Regions from separate parts of the Mus musculus genome. Here all the other regions are linked to region 1. The links are chromatin contacts, called in public Hi-C maps. All regions are on one chromosome and are shown on one strand. Each heading gives the region's core, a stretch centred on a gene start, on an enhancer-like site or on the middle of the called end of the contact. The rest is flanking DNA. Distances are from core to core; before and after follow the strand shown. Region 1 overlaps Auts2 (autism susceptibility candidate 2). Region 2 overlaps Auts2 (autism susceptibility candidate 2). Region 3 overlaps Auts2 (autism susceptibility candidate 2).

What was found. A called contact is a pair of places that touch in the nucleus more often than the background predicts.
Region 2: a contact with region 1 is called in a Hi-C map of the N1E-115 cell line, with 2.9 times the contacts expected there. The contact joins two enhancer-like sites. A contact is called at or near these places in 3 of 484 Hi-C or Micro-C datasets (the N1E-115 cell line, nephron progenitors and uterus) and 1 of 115 datasets of contacts at active chromatin or transcription factors (embryonic basal ganglia).
Region 3: a contact with region 1 is called in a Hi-C map of cortical neurons, with 4 times the contacts expected there. The contact joins two enhancer-like sites. A contact is called at or near these places in 4 of 484 Hi-C or Micro-C datasets (the HL-1 cell line, cerebral cortex, cortical neurons and 1 more) and 1 of 115 datasets of contacts at active chromatin or transcription factors (embryonic basal ganglia).

Annotation. Positions count from the first base shown.
Region 1 is chr5:131,831,471-131,834,770 of GRCm38.p6, forward strand. The region is part of intron 4 of Auts2 (autism susceptibility candidate 2); the gene reads right to left. Among named protein-coding and RNA genes, the nearest start is that of 4930563F08Rik, 47 kb to the right of the region's middle. Within about 2 kb of position 1,586, at least 27 of the 459 cell types and tissues checked have an H3K27ac peak or open chromatin away from gene starts, as enhancers often do. A contact at or near this core is called in the N1E-115 cell line and cortical neurons, where this site is marked.
Region 2 is chr5:131,556,602-131,559,616 of GRCm38.p6, forward strand. All of the region lies in intron 5 of Auts2 (autism susceptibility candidate 2), which reads right to left. Among named protein-coding and RNA genes, the nearest start is that of Gm29681, 140 kb to the left of the region's middle. Within about 2 kb of position 1,615, at least 39 of the 459 cell types and tissues checked have an H3K27ac peak or open chromatin away from gene starts, as enhancers often do. A contact at or near this core is called in the N1E-115 cell line, where this site is marked.
Region 3 is chr5:132,111,930-132,115,049 of GRCm38.p6, forward strand. The region is part of intron 2 of Auts2 (autism susceptibility candidate 2); the gene reads right to left. Among named protein-coding and RNA genes, the nearest start is that of 4930563F08Rik, 230 kb to the left of the region's middle. Within about 2 kb of position 1,727, at least 12 of the 459 cell types and tissues checked have an H3K27ac peak or open chromatin away from gene starts, as enhancers often do. A contact at or near this core is called in cortical neurons, where this site is marked.

The sequences.
Region 1 (3,300 bases), core at 336-2,835:
ATTAAACAAAGGCATGTGCTAGCATTGCTTGGCAACCCCTCAATCGCTTTAGGTCTTTCTTTTCCTGTAACGTAAAGAGAACATACCGATAGCCTTGAAAATACCAATCTACCTAGAGACCTGAGCTTAGAGCCTGGAGCACAGAATGAATAGAGACTGATTATTTAGATTTTGTGTGTGTGTGTGCTGCAGTTAAAACTGATTTCTTTGAGATAAAAATTTATGCTATGATAGATAAATGATACAAAAAAGAACAGAAAAAGAAAGCTTAAAATAAGGGCTGTAGCGTATGCTCAGTGGCAGAGCACTTGCCTAGCATGCAGGAGGCTCCCAGGTTGGTTGGCTCCACAGTCCTACTTCCCATGGACCCCCAAGAACTTAAAAACAAGAGAATTTAAAAAGACCTTTTCTACAAAAGGTGCAAAAATAACTTGAAACTACATACACAACAGAGATGAAAACCTACATTCATGTGTTCACAGAAATCTTGTGTACAAGAATTACAATGTGGAAGTAATCCAAGTGCCCACTGGTGAGTGAGCAAACTAAATGGCACATGTGACTACAGGGGAATGTTTCTCATCCTTAAAAGGCATCACAGTTAGCAGTTAGCTGTCAGCTTGACACGGCAAGCAACTCACCTGAAAAGAGTCTTAGTTGAGTACCCTTATCAGGTTGATCAGTGGGGATGTCAGTGAGGGATTGTCCTCATTGCTAATTGACACAGGAAGGCCCAGCCCACTGTGGGCGGCACCACTCCCTGGGCAGGTAGTTATGAACTACATAAAAAAGCTCTCTGAGCATGAGCCTTCCAGATAGTTATCAAGTAGCCATTACTCCATGGTTTTTGCTTCAAGTTCCCGATTGAGTTCAAGTGTTCTCAGAGATGATCTATAACCCGCCGGCTGAGATCAACCCTCTCCTTCCCTAAGGTTTTTACAGTCAGAGTGTTTTCCCATAGCAACGGAGATCAAACACAGAAAAGGAAAGGGCATTCTAACATAAGGGACAGGACAGGCCAACCTTGAGAATGCTATATTAAATGAATGGAGCAGCTCATAATAGGACAAATAAAAATGACCCCACCTACGGTGCCATACCTAGGTTGTGAAAACAATACGCAAAGGGTGACCAAACAGGCTGGAAAAGGACAGACTAAGACTTAGGGTTTCATGATCATGGAGATACAATTGGGAAAGGTGGAGAAAAAAAAAATCTGAGGATTGATAATGATGCTATTGTATGATGGCAATATTTACACTGCAAGATGTGTGTATTCACGACACTAAGGTAATCAACAAGGAAAACTCCATAACAGATGCATGCATGTGCCTGTAAGAACACCAACAGGAGATTCTATAAAAGCGTTATGACTGTACCAACAGACTTCAGGCTTCCAGGGAAAGTGGGGGCACACTGTCTAGGCTAATGCTCCTTCTTCCTTGGTTAGTGAGACCAGAAACCTACTGAAAAGACATTCCAGATGCCCGAAACTAAGGAGATTCACAAATAAATAAGCAAGACTCTACAAAGCCATAGCAGGCCAGTGGCAGGATCTGACTGGTGGACATCTGCCACGCTTCACACAGGCCAGATGTCTTGGGGCAGATGATGGATTAGGGCAACGACCTGGGGTTTCCTTCAGGATCACTCTGGACATAGAATGATTAGGAAGGAAGAAAAAAAATATCAGTCGGTTCCCAAAGACACCCTCTGACGGAGCACTCCATCTCAGGGACCTTCATTCTTCATCAGGCAGGCGAACGCTGGGACTATGACAACATGCCTGTAATTAAGCACGTTCTTATCCTCTCCTAGCAGAAGCCCATTGAAGATGAAAAGGATCAAGACACAAACCGCACAGGCTAATTAGGGATGCTCCCCTCCCCCGCCTCAGGCCTTCAGCTGAAAACACCATTTCACACCGTTACATCACAGGGAGAATAGGCTCTGGGGACCACTCTGAGACAGCCAGTGACCAGGAAAGAACAAAGCCACAGTAGAAAAGGGAACCAGGGGACCAAGAGCCTACGTGCGCCCATCCCACACTGCACTTCTGGATTCTCCAGGATGCGATTTGGCAAGCTGCAGCCTGCAGACCAAATCAAACCCACACTGCACTCCATGAGCTTAGTGTTACATTTGTAAATTGTTGGGAAGGGGCGGGGGGGAGGGGGGACAAAACAATGAACACACGACAGAGCCATATGTGGCTGTAAAAGCTAAGATACTCACTGGCATTTATAGAGCAAGTTTGCTCATCTATGCCTAAGAAACAGGGATAATGAAGCCATGTGTTGAGTACCAACGAGGAGGAGGGTAAAGAGACCTATAAATGCTCACAGGGAGAGCAAGGGAGACGAATCCAACAGTAAAGTGATTCCCTCATGGGTACGAAGACCTGAGCTGTGATCCTGGCACAAACACAAAAGAAAAAGCAAAATAGATACGATAGGGTCGGCTTGTTACCCCAGAGATGGGTAGACAAAGACAGAAGGATCCCTAGGATCCCCTAGACAGCAGCCTCGTCTACCTTCCAAGTTCAAACCCTGTGAGAGACTCATGTCACAGAAGAGGGGGTGAAAGAAATGTAAAAAACCAGAGGGCAGACGGGGATGAGAGCCGCACAAGATGCCTTCTAGAAATGAAGTATCAACCACTCGTGAGCATGTTGCTGCTTTGCTTGACCACACGCATCCCAGTATTTCATCATGGATGAAGGAGATGCCTGAGAGGCTCTGCCTCTCCCTGAAGGCTCTAGACAACTAATGGTTGTTGGAAAGGAGGATGTCATTCACTGGTGAAGCCTCTGGAAAGCTGCTCCTCTCCTGGTAAATAACACCACATACAGCGTGGAGTGAGGATCTCTCATTAAACTCAGTGGATCACATGCTAAAGGAAGGCCCACGGACAGGAGCAAGATTTGTTGAGAAGAATTTCAGCAAGAGACTGAGCGAGTCTGTCTTATGAGTTTTACTGCTGTAAACAGACACCATGACCAAGGCGAATCTTATAAGGGCACCATTTAATGGCGGCTGGTTTAAAGGTTCACTGGTTCAGTCCATTGTCATCAAGGCAGGAGCATGGCAGCATCCAGGTAGGCATGGTGTAGGAGGAGCTGAGAGTTCTACATCTTCACTTGAAGGCCGCTAGGAAAAGACTGGCTTCCAGGCAGCTAGGATAAGGGTCTTATAACCCATACCGGCAATGACACACTTACTCCAACAAGGGCACACCTACTCAAACAAGGACACATCTACTTCAGTAAGGACCCACCTACTCCAATGAGGACACACCTAC
Region 2 (3,015 bases), core at 365-2,864, 270 kb before region 1:
GAGAGGTGGTTTTGTTTGTTTGTTTGGAGTGTGTAAGCATACATATACATGCTTATGTGCATGATTGCATGTAAGATAGTGTGTGTGCACTTTCATATTCACCTGAATAGTGACCAGAGGATAACCTTAAATATAATTCCTTGGGTGCTGCCACCCTGTTTTTTTTTTTTTTTTTTTTTTTTTTGGTGACAGGATCTCTCACTGAACCTGGAGCTTGCCCATCAAGCTACAAGTGAGAGCAGAGCAAGGACTGTTAAGCTGTTTCTGCTTTCCAACGGTTGTCTAACGGTTTCTTTCCATCCTGGAACAAAAGCTCTTTAAGCAGAAGGGTAAACAGCTCAGAAATAGCTTCGGAAGTCCCTGAAACTGAGCAGTTTTCCTAGGCCCCGCCCTGCCAAAGTAAGTAATAAAAGCTGAGAGTCTTCAGAAATAAAGGATGCTGAGCTGCAAACAGGACTTTCAGCAGAGAAAAGCTGCAAAAGACAGCGAGTCACAGCACCTGCCTGGACAAAGCAGAAACCAGTCATTGCTGTCAGGCAGAGGTTTAGACCCAATGAGGCACTTGGAAAGGACACTATCTAAGCTGTTGAGCTGACTGCAGGCTGTGCACTGTGCAGGATCCCCCGTGCCCCCCCATCTAGGGTTAAGTAAGGTAAGATACGTGTGTTGCATCTCCCCACTAAAAGTTTTGTCACACAACACCATCTCTCTGGGCTTTTAAAATATGGGTTCTGTGGGTTGAACAGGGGTCTTCACATCTGCAAGACAAGCACATTAGCAACTAAACCATCTCTCCGACATGCTACCCTCTTTGCTAGAAAATGGGGTCTCACTGTGTATCTTTGGCTGGCCTGGCCTTGAACTCACAGAGATCAGCCTGCCTCTGCCTCCTAAGTATTGGTGTTAATGGTAAGCACTACCACGACCATCCCAACCTCTTCTATTTTTATTTTTTTAGATAAGACTTTATGTAAGCCAAATTATTCTCAAATTTTCCATATCGCCCAAGATGACCTTGAACTCCTGAGCCTCCTGTTTCCACTTTCTAGTGCTGTGAAGGCATGCCATGATTGGTTTATGCTGTGCTGCGGGCGGAATCCAGAGCTTCCTGTGTGCTAGGCTAGCACTGTACCAACTGAGGCCCATCCCAGCCCTGAAACCTGAGTTTCAATTCCAAACTGTGTGACCTTGGATGGGTCGCTTTAATCTCTCCAAACCTCCTATTATATAAGCGGAAGGGGCTGGGCTAGCTACATCTACATCCCTTCCAGCTCTAAAAATCCTGATCCTTAGTGCAAACACAGTCTGGGCTTGGCTGTTTTGTTTTGTTTTGCCGGTTGAACCCTCTGCACATCAGAGAGTAGGTGAAAGCCAGAGAAACAAGATCTTTGGGAAGCACGCAATCTGAAGAACCAGAAGGGATGTAATTAAAATCAGGGTTCTGTTCCCACAAACACACCCAAGGATCTTCCCATACAAACACCACAGTAATTAACTAACCTGCAAACCACACGGTTGCCACCCTCCAGGCCCTGCCGGGCTTAGCTAGCAGCCTGACTCAGGAATCCAGGCCGTCCTCACCCTCCCAGCCAGCGAGCCTGGCTCCTGACAGCATTCAAGCGTGGTTTGCCCGTGGCGTTGGTGAGACAGGAGCATTTCTCAAAGTCATGCAGGGGCATGAATACATTGCTGGAATTTTCAAAATCATTACACTGATGAGAAGACATGATGAGGAGCCAGCCTGCATCTGAATATCCTTGTATCTGCACTAAAGCCCTTTTTTCTCCTCCCTTTGGCCGCAAGAGGTTTACCAGAGTTGCTGCCAAATTGGTTTCTCAAGGAAGCTGGCTTTAGCAGGACCCTCTCCAGGGACGTGGGCCTCACTGTCTCAGTCCTCCAGGGCTGGGGCATTCCACTAGTTGGGCCAGTCCCTGGCACCATCTGACCAGAGTGGAGTCTATTTTCAACCTCCTCCTTTTTTTAACAACCTTATGTCATGCGTTCACCCAGACTGGCCTTGTGGCCCAGAAATTATATTTGTCCTGTCATCTGGCTAACCTGATAAACTTATAGTGCCCCGGCTGGGGTGCACAGGGCCAGCTGGGGACAGCTGAGGAGGTCTGCTTTAAGTCCCTAGATAACATCAGGGAGAGATGTCCTCAATCACACATTACAAATGAGGTCTGGGAGGACCTGCCTGGGAAAGATAATGTGTTCTCAGACATTTCTGGAGTCGATTCATTGGGCAGGCATCTTGGCTATCTGTATAATCTCAATGGCTTCACCCCTGGGGACCCGGCATTCTGCAGGCACCACGCATCTGATGATCTGAATTCAACAGCTGAAAACTGATGAGCAGGTCTACATAATCTGGCCAGTCGACAGACCAGCAGCTGCTGTCTTGCCTGGAAGTGTGTTCCGAGCACAGAGCTGGGGGCAGGTGAGATGGCTCAACACAGAAAGGTGCTTGCTGCCAAGTCTGATAACCTGAGTTTGATCCCTGGGACCAACAGGGGCAAGGAGAGAAATTACTTCCACAGGTTGTTTGTTCTTTTAAAAAAAATTTTTTTTTTTACTCCATGTGTGTTTTGCCTGTATTTATATGTATGTCTGTGTACCATGGGAACACAATGCCCATAAAAGGATTTGGGACAGCCATTAAGCGATGCTTGTAGTTTGCCATGTAGGCGCTGGGAACTGAACCTAGGCCCTCTGAAAGAGTAGCCGGGCTGGCGAGATGGCTCAGCGGGTAAGAGCACCGTCTGCTCTCCCAAAGGTCCTGAGTTCGAATCCCAGCAACCACATGGTGGCTCACAACACCCGTAATGAGATCTGATCACCCTCTTCTGGTGCATCTGAAGACAGCTACAGTGTATTTATGTATAATAATGAAAAATAAATCTTTGGGCCAGAGCAAGCAGGGCCAACCGGAACGAGCAGAGGTCCTAAAATTCAATTCCAAGCAACCACATGAAGGCTCACAACCATCTGTACAGCTACAATGTATTCATATAC
Region 3 (3,120 bases), core at 477-2,976, 280 kb after region 1:
GAACCCTAGAAACCAAACACATGCCATTTCCACAAGGAAGAGGGGTTGTAAGGGAGAGAAAAAATAGGAGGGCAAGAGGAAGGCACCAGAAATGCACCCTTTGAATTTAAGTACACCAAGACCCACACCCTGGAGAGGCATTTAAAACCCCAGTTCAGAACGTGTTCTTTTTCTATTCCCACCTCTAAATCGTAGAACTCCAAAGCCAACGAACCAACCAAACAAAACAAAACAAAAACCAAGAACACCCAGAACAAGGAAATACCGAAGGACAGCAGCAATCAGTGCTAAACTCAGGATGAAGGAGAAAAAAAAGTGTTGCATTTACAGGAATATCAGTGAGTGTCAACAATCCACTGTTTCTGAGAAACAACAGGAAAGGGAAAGCAGCTTTCATGGGAGCATCATTCATGAGAGCATCACACGATGATGCTCCAGGCATGTATATTAGTCACAAAACGAGGTCAGGTGTGCTGGTACACAGCTGTAATCCAAGCACTGAGATGGGGGGGGGGCGGGGGGGGTGTCAAAAGCTAAAGGTCAGCTTCAGCTACAGACTGCAGGTCAAAGCTACATGAGACCTGATCTCAAAATTAAGCACAATTAAATTAAATTAAAAGAGTTGTAGAAAAGAAGTGGGGACCAGGACATGTCTCAGTGGTTGAGGGCATTTGCTGCTCTTGCAGAGGACCAGAGTTTCATAGTGCACACACTAGGCAACTCACAACTACCTGTAACTCTAGCTCCATGGGAAATTAATATTGTCTTCTGTGTTATGCAGACATTTGTACTCATACATACACACACCTACCTATCTACACATGCACACATGCGTGCAGCGCGCGCACACACACACACACACTAAAATAAGTAAAATAGGAGTGGGAGAGATGGCTCAGGAGGTTAGAGTACGGATTCTTACAAAGGACCCAAGTTCAATTCTCAACACCTACATGGAGGCTCACAACCAAGTGAAACTCCATTTCCAGGGAAGTCAATGCCCTCTTCTGACCCGTTCAGACCTAGTGGAGTCAGACATACAGACGAGCAAAAACATTCATCAGCATTTAATAAAGTCTAAAAAGAAAAAACACCTCAAAATAATATGCTTATAAAGAATCAGGAAGGGGAGGGACCACAGTGCGATACTGGCATTCTTATTAAGGAGTGAGCTGAGGCTGCTTTCCTGAAGGCATACTGTACTGACAGCAGTAGCAAGGAGGAGATAGAACAGCTAGCCTCAGACACAGTGACATCAAAGGTCTGCAGTAATTTCTTTATAAACCAGCCCTAGGAATAAATAGAAATGGCACAAAACGTTCTTTGAGTTTTAATATCTGAAGCTAATATAACTCAATGATGCTGTGGAACAGAAGTCCTACCGAATGTCAAAGAGCATTTTAAGAGCTCCAAGAGACTTCATAAAAAAAGATTGTGTCTGTATGACTACAGACACACTTTTACTCATATAATACATCTAAGATGCATCAGATAATAAGAGCCGCCTGCAAAGACTCTGAAAAACCACACCACTGTAAGACGTCTGGAATCAAAACAGCCGCTGAACTCTGGGAGGAAAATTCAGGCTCCCATCCATCCGTGGATTTATTCAGATCTGCTAACAAGCTTGCCGTGGGTCCTGCGAGACACAGCTACACATGAGTCAAGGCCTCTCTCAAGCATCCACAAAGGCCTCATGTGGGATATAGGAGGTGTCACTGGTGAGCCTGGACTGAAACAGATTCTCCCACAGAAAGTTCCAGAACAAGGCTGCAAAAGAGAACTAAACAGTGCCATCTGGTGCAAGAAAAACAGGGAGAAATAGGAGCCGTGGAATTTCCAGCCAGAACCTTGTGTTGAACCTCTGCTGGTGTGAGAATGACTGCTTTCTTTTCTCCTTCAGAAAAATGCCCTAGTGTTTCATGCATAATTCTTCACGCGTTATTTTTTTAATACCATTTTATAACTTTTCAATTAGCATAATCCAAGAGTAACTGAGCTATAAGAACTCTGAAGCCATTTACCATGCTTTCTTTTTTTATACTATGTAGTGACTCTAGGCTTCTTAGTTCTAAATATGACATTTTGGGGGTAAAATTCTACACTTTTTAAAAATGTATGCTCAATATTTGTGAGGAAGACTCATGTACTATTGAATGATTTATTGAAGACTTGATTTCTCCAGTGTTCCAAAAACTGTAACAAGTTATTAAATTACAAAAGAATAAAGCGTCAGTTGACAAGAGGGTGTATTATTTACTAAGTCAACCCACAAAGGTTCTTTAAATAAATTCTTTGTTCCTTTCCTTTTCTTTCTTTTTCTTTCTTTCTTTCTTTCTTTCTTTCTTCATCATCTTCTTTTTTTTTTACTTATTTCCTTTACATCATGCTTACTGCCCCCTTACCAGTTACCCCCTTCCATGATCATTCCTCCACCCTCTCCCCTCCTCCTCTGAGCAGGTGTGGACCCACTTGGTATCCCCCGACCTTTCAAGTCTTGGAGGGGCTAAGTGCATCCTCTCCTACTGAGGCCAGACAAGGCAGCCCAGCTAGAAGAACACATCTCATGTATAGGCAACAGCTTTTGGGATAGCCCCCCTCCAGTTATTCAGGACCCATATGAAAACCAAACTGTAATCTGCTACCTATGTGCATGTTTTTTGGTTGGTAGTTCAGACACTGAGAGCCCCAAGGGTTCAGGTTTCTTGACTCTGTTGATCCTCCTCTGGAGTCTCTCTTCTCTTTGCGGCTAGCTATCCCTCCTCCTATTCTGCCACAAGAGTCCCAGAGCTCCATCAACTGTTTGGCTGTGAGTGTCTGTCTGTCCGAGTCAGCTGCTGGGTGGAGCCTCTCAGAGGCTATTTGGAACAGTAGCACAAACATTGTATAACACCGTCCTTGAAAGAATCCAAGAATATATCCTAGGTTGACAAAAATAACATGGCTAGCTTACTGTCAACAAAAGAAATAAACAAAAAAGACAAACTGACTCACATCCCTGGATATTAGAATATTACTTCCGGGTTAGAGAAATGGCTGGGTGGTTGCAGACAATTGCTGTACTTGCTGCTCTTGCAAACACCCTGGGTACGAAGTCTGCTCAACAGGACCTGTATGGAG